Linked DNA regions of Pan troglodytes: region 2 is linked to region 1. Evidence: chromatin contacts called from public HiChIP or PLAC-seq data. All regions are on one chromosome and are shown on one strand. Each heading gives the region's core, a stretch centred on a gene start, on an enhancer-like site or on the middle of the called end of the contact. The rest is flanking DNA. Distances are from core to core; before and after follow the strand shown. Region 1 holds the start of TRMT1L (tRNA methyltransferase 1 like). Region 2 holds the start of EDEM3 (ER degradation enhancing alpha-mannosidase like protein 3).

What was found. HiChIP or PLAC-seq counts read pairs in DNA pulled down with a chosen protein or histone mark.
Region 2: a contact with region 1 is called in an H3K4me3 HiChIP or PLAC-seq map of stem cell-derived excitatory neurons, with 3 times the contacts expected there. The contact joins the promoter of EDEM3 here to the promoter of TRMT1L in region 1. A contact is called at or near these places in 1 of 7 Hi-C or Micro-C datasets (stem cell-derived neural progenitor cells) and 1 of 1 datasets of contacts at active chromatin or transcription factors (stem cell-derived excitatory neurons).

The regions. Positions count from the first base shown.
Region 1 is chr1:63,940,710-63,945,765 of NHGRI_mPanTro3-v2.0_pri, reverse strand. It overlaps TRMT1L (tRNA methyltransferase 1 like), which reads right to left and starts at 3,069. Exons shown (of 15, transcript NM_001280215.1): 1 at 2,566-3,069. The coding sequence starts at 2,800. It overlaps SWT1 (SWT1 RNA endoribonuclease homolog), which reads left to right and starts at 3,096. Exons shown (of 19, transcript XM_054673589.2): 1 at 3,096-3,252.
Region 2 is chr1:64,340,717-64,345,454 of NHGRI_mPanTro3-v2.0_pri, reverse strand. EDEM3 (ER degradation enhancing alpha-mannosidase like protein 3) reads right to left here and starts at 3,042. Exons shown (of 22, transcript XR_010156917.1): 1 at 2,437-3,042.

The sequences.
Region 1 (5,056 bases), core at 1,820-4,319:
AAATAATCAACAGAAGACAAGGCCTATTTCTTGTTCATCTTTCTGATGGCTAAGTGCCTAATGCAATAACTTGCAGATAGGAGGCACTAAAGTTTGTTAAACAAGAAGTTAAAAAAATCGTTAAGACTTTTTGGATGCAGTAGCACACTGTGTCAATAATTTTGGAATCCAATTCAGCTCTATCAGACACTCCTGCTCAAATTTATTAAAAGGTAATTTTTCATATTATTATTATTTAAAGATGGGTCTTGCTCTGTCACCCAGCCTCCATGGAATGTAGTGGCTCAATCATAGCTCACTGCAGCCTCAAACTCCTGGGCTCAAGCAATCCTCCTGCCTCAGCCTCCTGAGTAGCTGGGAGTATAGGCTGGTGCCTGGTTATTCACCTTATTTTTAAAGAAGCAACAAACAATATTGGTTAATTTCCTATATCAGATACTGGTCAAATGAGTTATAATGAGATATAATGAGATATAATTTCTATAAACAGGTAAAACTGTTTATAGAAATTCATAAACATGAACTTCATAGAAGTTCATAAACATGTTTATGAACATGTTTCATAAAAATCTTTTGCTAGGTCAGACAGTAATATTCCAGAAATGAATCCATGTGTACAAACTAACCTATCTAATTTGTAACCATAAAGGCTTTTGGTTCCAGAGTTCAAAGATCTGTGTATGTAAAACAAGATAAACAGCAATCAATAAAGACGTGCCTATTGAAATTATTCTATTAAATAGCACGAAATAAGAGAAAGGAGCTTGGTTAAGTTAGAAAACTAAAAATCCTGTGGTCTACTACTGAAGAAACTCTTGAAGATCTGTTTAAAAATGCATGATATGCCTATAAACATCTCTGAAATCACCTTCTGGTTTAAGATAGTGCGTATCAGACAATCTGTATGCAAAATACTCAATCTGCTTTTTGTAACACACTATTAATCCAGAAGTCAACAGGCAAACTTCTTGTTAAATTAGATGTCTCCAAGATGCTAGGAGGGTCTTTTACAACTCATTCTATTACTTTTTCCTCAATTTTCAATTCTATTTCAGATAGGCTATCTTCATCTTACCTAGTTATGACTGATTTCAAAGGACTAACTAGATCAACTAAAAATAATGTTTAAAATGTGATTAATATATGTATCAGTTCTAATGCATTTCAGACTTCTCAATCATTACATATTTGTCCTACTAATGCATTTTCAGTTTCCCATATAGTATACATTCTTCAAATTACATATTTGTAAATTTTGGAATATATAGATAAGTCTATGTTTAACATATTTTTGATGGTGAGGAGGTAGAGAATGCATGCATTTCCTAAAGCTGCTGAACCACTTCTGACTAATATAAACAAATACAACTTCGAAGTGAGGTAGGAGGCTACTTAGGAGGGTGGAACTCTCTCAGCTCCCCATGCCTCCCCCATCCCTACCCACTGTAGTTGAAGAAACAACTGGCCTTATTTTGTACCTACAAGCTCTGATCTTATATAATGAGAAGGGGCTTACCTGAAGCATTCTGACTTTTGTCTTTCCTGTGATTAGCCCTACTCTGAAATCTGTAACAATTTGTATGTTGTTTCAAAACTGCAAAATAATCCTATCTATAACTATCTAACCTTTTATAAATATTAAACTCAAAACTGGCCTAGAAGTAGAAAAAATAATGAATTAAAGATTATTTTAAGTTCCAATTCAGAAAGCACATAAAGGTCAATTTATGACCACAAACTAAACGTTAAAAGAACTTAAATTATGTCTTTCTTAGACCTTACATTTTAAAATGTTAGAAGATCCTTAAGAAAGTGTTACTCATCAGTCTTTTAAATTCCTATATGGTCCAATAAACCACCACTTAGAAAACATGCAGGCACATTCAGAAGCACAATAATATGGGCCATTAATTCTCAACAGTCTATTTCTGATGGAATGGAGTACAAAACTCAATTGGTATTTATGTATGGGGGAAAACATCCATAAATTTAGTCGATTCTTTCCTAAACTACTACTCAGCCTCAAAATCTCTTCGGAAGCAAGCTGCTAGCGGGGGAAAAGAAAACTGAAATGAGAAAAACTCATCTCCTTGTGGCTGTCGAAGCAGAAAAGCTAGTTGACAGAAATGGTTTAGAAATGTTGGTAGCTAGGATCTACTACCGTAAACAGGTTGCCTCGGTTACTATGTCACATTTGAAAGAACTTAGTTAACCATGGCAGACTGGACTGCGGGAAACTACCAAATTATGTGTAACTTCCTATTTTTGTACCTTAAAAAGACTCCCTTTTAAGAAAAAGCCCTTAACCTCATTATTTCCTTCTATCTGCAGCATTCCTGCTCTCCGCATATCCCTCACCTCTGACATCCTCGAGGCTTATGAAGATGCCGTCTCCCATTCTGTACCCCTGCTTTAGCCGCTACACGGGCCCCTCTTTCCTCCCCACCATTTTCCTAAACCTGCCTTGCCCCATAAAAACCATCCCGGTGAAGGGCCTCCCCTACTTCCCAGCAAGGCGCACTTTCTCTCTTCTGCAGCAGAAAGATCTGGGCCTTCTGCACTTACTGCTTTTAGCCTCCTCAGGGGCAGAGGCTAGGGACGGGGACAGGGCCGGAGCCTGGGCCAGGGCAGGGGCTGGGGCTGGAGCCGAGGCCGGAGTCGGAGCCGAGTCCAGAGCCGAATCCGGGGCCGGAGCTGGGACCCCAGCCGAGTCCCGGGCCGGGGTCGGGACCTGGACCTGGGCCACCTCCACCTCCTCCTTCTCCAGGGGCAGCAGCTCCTCCTCCGCCATATTCTCCATAGTTACCGCCTCCGTGCCAAGCCCGCCCGGGGACCCGGAGCGGGGCTCACGGCGGGGTCAGAGAACTGACGTGAATGCCCACAGGGCTGGATCCAAGGAGTGGGGAAGCAAGTGGGGAGGGCGGGATGCGTGCAACAGACAAAAGATGAAGAACCAGTAACCAAATCCTGTTAGTAGAAAACAGAAAGCCAGAGGCAGCGATTCCAGATGCCCGTCCGCTTCCCTTTCCCCGAGGCGTTACGACGCCACCACAAACTGCGCAGAAGCGTACTGGGGACGGCGTCCAATTGGGTAAGAGGGTTTGGTTTCTACGGTGCGTCTCCGGCCCACCGGCCAACCACCAAACCGAACAAAGACTACAGCACCCAGGGTACACTGCGCAGTCTGGGGGCGGGGCCGGAGTTCAAGCCTCGGAGGAAGTAAATGCAAATCTAAGCGAGCGCTGCGGTGCGGTGAGTAGGTATTCCGGATCCGGGCGCAGAACTACGTTTCCCAGCAGGCATACAATTGGTGGGGCGGGGTGTGTGTGTGTGTTGGGAGGCGGGGGTCCCTCTCCTTTGGCTTGGGGCTCCGGAGTTGCCACTGCCGCCGGCGCTGGTAAGGTAGGAACTGCGGGGTGCGTTGACGTTTTGCTGGGCAGGTTCCCCCTCGTCCCCCGCCCCAAGTATACTGGCGGGCGGGCGGCCGGCCGGACTGGGGACTCAGGAGTCACCCGGACCTGGGCGGGGCGACTCTGTGGGCGGGTCCGGGGACGAGCCAGCTCCGTGGAGGGTGTGGTTCTGGCCCGGCTTGCCTCCGGGGCTGCCCCTTGCCCGGTGTTGGGGTCTGGTCGGTTCGTGCGGAGCCCGCGGGCCGCGGCGGTTTACTAGCAGCTGACGAGGTTGCCTGTCCATCCAGCTGACTTGGAATTAGGGTCTGTTCTTCATTTCGCACCCTCACTTACACCGTGACCCGAACGCTCTTTTCCTTTGTTTTTATTTTTGCTTTAGTCTTCATGTTGCCAGTATCAGCAGTTCTGCGGTGTGGCCAGTGGATAGAAATTAGTTGTTTTGCTCTATTTTGCTTTGTTTTCAGGCTTTTAATAACCAGAGCTCTGAGTGGGTAGAGCTTCGGGGCATTTAATTTTGATGCGTTTCAGATCCCCAAAACATATGCTAGCGAGTCCCTGTCCCCCGTACTTCTCTCCCCTTCACTCTTAGTGCCTACTTGACATTCGAGCCTTTCTTGTTTCTTTCTTCTGCCCCCCCCGCGATAAATCCACTGGGACAGAAAGGAGAAAAACGTGAACTTTCTGGCTGCCCTGCTTGGGCTTGGTCCGAACCTTCTAGGCATCAGGGCAGGAGAGGGAAGCCCAATTTAGTCTCAAGAACAAGACGCGCGCTTCCAGTTAGCTTTTCTTAGTTAATTAAGTTGATAAACGCCAATCTTCTTGGTCTATTTGTTTCCTACTTGTTTCAGAACCCCGGGGAAGAGATAGCATGATTATTTGGCACTTTGAAGCACTAACTGGAAATTAACTCCTCCCCCTATAGTTAAGAAGTATATATCTGGAGGGGTGTGTGTGTGTGTTTAACCTCTCCCCAGTTTAATGGGAACAGATTATCCCTGTGGAGCTTCTGTGAGTTATAGTCCTAAATCCCTTTTACTGATCGTCCCGCACAGCTTTTATCTAGTATTCCTGAATGTGTAGTTGACTCATGGCTCAACAGTCAATTAAAAATGGGATAACACTGACTATAACTTACAGAAATGCTAACTATATCTGTGCATCATCCAATAATTCTTGTTCTCATTTCTTTGTTTTTTTTTTTTACTGTCGTTCATGATGATTTTTTATTTCTAAATGACTAGATGGTTAACTGAAAGCTAGATTCAGTATGTTAATGTCATTTAACACCAGCTGGAAACCAGATTAAAAGGGTCAGATTTTAGTATCTGGATTCTGTGGGAATTTTTGTAAGAATTTCTAAGCATGGTCTGTGCTTGTAAGACATCCTGAAGAAGGAATCGTCAATGTTTGAAGAATTAAATAATGTTATTCATCTATTGCTACTGCATAAGTTATACCAAAACATAGTAGCTTAAAACAACAGTAAACATTTATTACTCCACAGTTTCTGTGGGTCAGGAACTCAGAAATGACTTTCTGGGTTGATCTGGCTTTGGGTCTCGTGAGGTTGCAGTGAAGATATGTGCCAGGGCTGCTGTCATGTCACTTGATTAGGGGTGCAGGATCATTAGCTTCAAAGGTAACAC
Region 2 (4,738 bases), core at 1,793-4,292, 400 kb before region 1:
AAGTCGGCTTTTTCTAAAGTTACGTCTCCTGCCCACGTGCTATAGAAACTGGATTGTTTTCTACTTCATTTTTTAATGAAAACATAACATTAACAAAATACCCTGTTGCAAAATTTTAAAAACAAAACCAAAAAGCTTATTCCATGAAGGATAAGACTACATATAACCAGCTAAGTAATTCCACAAAGTGTAAGTTATTGAGCAATTGCTTACTATTCATGACAATTCCAGTCTTTATCAACTGTTTGGTTTGTTGGTGGGGAGGGAAAGGGGTGGGGCATTTTCTGCTTTTTATCATGAATCATTATTTGGGCTTTAAAAAATGCACAGGTAAATCTAATGAATCAAAGTTCAGTTTTCTGAAAATTCCCAGAGAAAGCAGTCATATAATTGTGTATTTGTCATTTATAGCTCTAGATTCTTACCCTACCCTTACTCAAGGGTAGAGCAATCTAACAAGCCTAAATAATTGTAATTTCACTTTCATAAATGATCTCAAAATTTGAGCTGAAATTTCAAGCCAATTTGGTTGAACTTTTCCAGTTAAAAACTAATTTTGGTCAAAAATGATTTATCCATGACTCTTTTACAAATAAGTTTTTAATAAAAAATGAAGAAAGGGTAGTGATAGTCAAATAAGATTCTTGTGGTTCTTAACAGACTTGATACTTCTCTTCCAAGTCTAATGAACGTGCAACACACTGGAGAGAGCCTGGCTCTGGGATCAGACAGGCTTGGGTTTGAATGCTGGCTCTACCAATTACTAGCTTTGCGGCTGAACAAGTCAACCTTGGGTCTCAACATCCTCATTTGCAAATGTGGATCATATTCATTGGGAAATAGGAAGGAGTACAGAGATAACATATGTAAAGTATTCACAGAGTGAGATATTTGGTAAAACTTATCAATGATACATTAAATTCATATGAGAGAAAATGTAAGATACTTATTAGAGTTTACTGGTAATTTTATTTTGATGGTTGATACTTCAGCTTTTTTCCATCAAGTGACCTTTATTGCTATTTAGAAACGAATACAAGACTCTTTGCAATGATTTAAAGTACATAAAGTAAGACCTGATGGTTCCACCACCCCTCCAGCCTAACCCCATGAGATAATCTTCGTTCCACTTTTTTCTGAGCTCAGATTTTTTTTTTCTTTTTTAAAAAAAACATGGGATGATACTATACATATTATTCTACAACTTGCATTTTTTTTTGTTTTGGAAATATATTCTGGATAGGCTTCCAGTGACGTACTTCCTTCTTCTTAATGTCTCAATATTATTCCATAATATGAACGTACCCTATTGAACCATTTCCTCCAAGGAAGAGCTGTTCTTTCAAAATGCACTTTTTTTTTTTTTTTTTCGAGACAGAGTTTCGCTCTTGTTGCCCAGGCTGGATCTATCTCTGCATTAAGAGTGCTTTTATTTTCTTAGGGTAGATTCTCAGAAATAGAACTGATGAATCAAAGTGTGCACAATTTAAATTTTAGTAGATACTACCAATAAGTTACAGCAATTTACACTCTCACTAAGCCTTTTTTTTTCTATTCCTTAACTAACCAGAACCGTATCCTTGTGTTTTGTATTATATTTACTAATCTGATGGGCAAAAACCAGCTAGCTCCTCGTTTTAATCTGCATCTCCTACGTTTATGGAGGTTGAGTAACTTTTCATGTTTATTTACCACTTCCATTTCCTCTTCTGGCTTAACCGTTCATGCCTTTCTCCCATTTCCTACTGGTTCTTCGCTTTTTTCTTATTCATGTGTAGGACCTCGTGTATGTATTACTCTGAATTAAATGGTGTAAATAGAATTGATAATTTTAACACACTTCCAAGACGGATAAAAACTACTGAATAGGTATACTTGAGACTTTTGAATAATTTCCCCCCAAACATTCTATTATGAAAATACAGTGCAAGAAAACACTGCAAGGAAATAGTAAAATGTGTAAAGTTCAAGTTCCAATGAACGCCCCCTTTTCCGTAACAGGTGTAAACATCATTTCCTTAACTACTGTGAGATCAGCAACATTTTCCCAGTTGGAAGCTCACTTGCGCGAGAAAGCTAACCATGCTTCGGTCGACAGGCAGCCAACCGCAGAACTCCAGCGCGCAGCGATGCGGGCTGTAGCCCCCTTCTTGGGCCACTGACATGGCAGCCGCGTTGACACACCGCGCCTGGCTTCAAGGAGCCTGCACATGTCACCGGCGGCCAGGGCGACACCCTGTCAGCTCCCCCGAGGTCAGGTGGCGGGCGGCGGTTCCCACCTCCCCGGACCCTGTCCACCCCTCTAGGGTTCTCGCGCGGCAAGAGCCGTTCCAATCGCGACAGGAGAGGCCACTACGCGACCGGGTCGCAATGACAGGTACCCCTCCTGTGGTCAGCCTCACCGAGAAACCCACCCCAGGCTGCCAGCACCCTTACCCAAGCTTCTGTTTCTCCTCCCTACTCATGGGCTCGGCCCCCGCCGTCCACACGGAGGTGGCCGACACCAGGCAGAACGCGGCCGTCGCCGCCACTAGGCTCCATCGCGCTCGCTGGGGAACCGGGGACCCACAGCCCCGGCCGCCGGCTTCGCTCATGGCCCCGCGGTTCCGCGCACGCGCAGCTGCTACGCCCGGCCGGTGAGACACATTGCTGGACGCTGGTGGCCAGGGGGGCTGCTAGCCGTGCCGAGACGGGGCGGGATGCGGAGTAACACGGACGGCCGCCGGCGCCAAACTGTTTCCCGAAGCCACCAAGCCGGTCCCCAGCGCCAGCGCTGCCACCGCCCTCCGCCCTCAGTATCCCGGAGCGCCTCCCCCAGCTTTCCGGTGTCGTAGTCTAGGAAACCGCCTCCCCAACGTTACTTCCGGGTAGGGCCGAAGCCGTAGAGCCTCAGGACCAATGGAGACCTCATGGGAGAGGGGCTGTCTCCGGCGACTGGAGAGGGCATTGGCCAGGAGAAGTGAGACGTGGACAAAAGGCGGGACTGGGAAGGGATCTCTCGCTTCGACCCGCCTCCGACCCGCGGAATTGCCCCCTGAGGACTACCAGTCCCAGTGTGCACTGCTTCTTCCCCGGCTCTCCCGCGAGCCGACTCGGAGCCGTGTCTCTCGCTTCTACCCGGGGTAGGCGCGCTGCACCCTGGGACTTGCGGTCCTCCGAGGTCGCCAGTGGTTGCTGGGATCCCACCTCCCCCTTTCCTCGGCGCCCTACAGTCAACCCTGTCTCGGTGGGCTGCGGAGTCCCGGGAAACCCGTCAGCTGTTTATCTCTCTTCCTCAGAAAGTTGTTTCCCAGAGAGCTGGCTGAATGAGGCGCACTGTCCCCAGGTCAGTGCTGCTGCGTTAGGGAATAGTGTTGGAGTAGTCGTCTACCCTCAGGGAAATTCCAAAACACAGTAACAGCAAAATGAATTGAGCCTTTGAAGGCATTGCGCTAAGGTTTTTACTCGCAATCATCTCATGCACTCTTCTCAACTCTGATAGGGTAAGTACCACCATCCCCCTTTTGCAGACGAGAAAACAGAGGCTTAGAAAAGTTGGTTAACAAGAGCTCGTCACACTGCTGTATTAGAATCCATCCAGCCTCTGATTCGGAAGCCCTTGCATTTAACCACCGCGCAGTACTACAAGGATGAAGGAGCACGTTTCCCGAAGCCACGCGGCCGTCGCCGCCACTAGGCTCCATCGCGCTCGCTGGGGAACCGGGGACCCACAGCCCCGGCCGCCGGCTTCGCTCATGGCCCTCAAAAGCTCAATGTAAGGAGAGCTGTGTGGGCTGCAAAGAAGGTTTAATGAGGGAGATTGGAACTTGCAATGAATTTTGATGACTGAGTCCCAGGTTAACTATTGGTAAAATGACACATCGGTTCCTCTTGAAAAACCACATTGTTTTTCTAGTGTGGTCATTCAATAGGTGCGGAGTTTAGGAGCTTGGATGTGATCTCTGTGACCACAGTAAATTACTTACGTGTCCTTTAAGCAGCATTCGGCGGTCTTTCTGGAAACGTTTCTTCCTTGACTTTTATCACCTTACCTCTTACCTCTTAACCTCTTACCTCTTACCTCTTCTCTGGCTGACCCGTTTTCCTTCATTCTCTCGCTACTTTATATTAAAATACAGGTGTTCCCTTAAGGTTTTCTTTTTGTCCTTTTTCTCTCTGTACTCTAATTATTCCTTGGTGATTTCTTCTCATAAGGATTCAGCCAACATATCTCTGTGGTTGATTTCTAAATCAATATCTGTCCTGATCATTAGACCCACATTTCCACCTCCCTAATAGAAATGTCCTAATGTCTAGCCCAAGGGTAGCTCAAACATAAGATGTTTTCTGATTCAAATTAATGCATCAGAATCATTGTCAACTCATCTTTAGCCTTCGGGGTCCACGTGCAATTAATTACCAAATTATATAGATTTTACCTCTTCTATCTTTCAGATATTACCTTTCTTTCTATTCCCACTTTTGCTCCATTCAAGCTTCCATTACCTCTCTCCTAAACTATTGCAGTGGCTCAATAAATGTTAAATATACTCGCTTCCTTATTCCTGCAGTTTTCTTATCTATAAAGTGGGAATAATATGGTCCTTTTATCCAGTAGTCCCCAACTTTTTTGGCACCAGGGACCACTTTTGTGGAAGGCAATTTTTCCACAGGGTGGGAGAGACACCGTTCCATCTCAGATCTTCAGGTATTAGATTCTCATAAGGAGCGTGCAACCTAGACCCCTCGCATGTGCAGT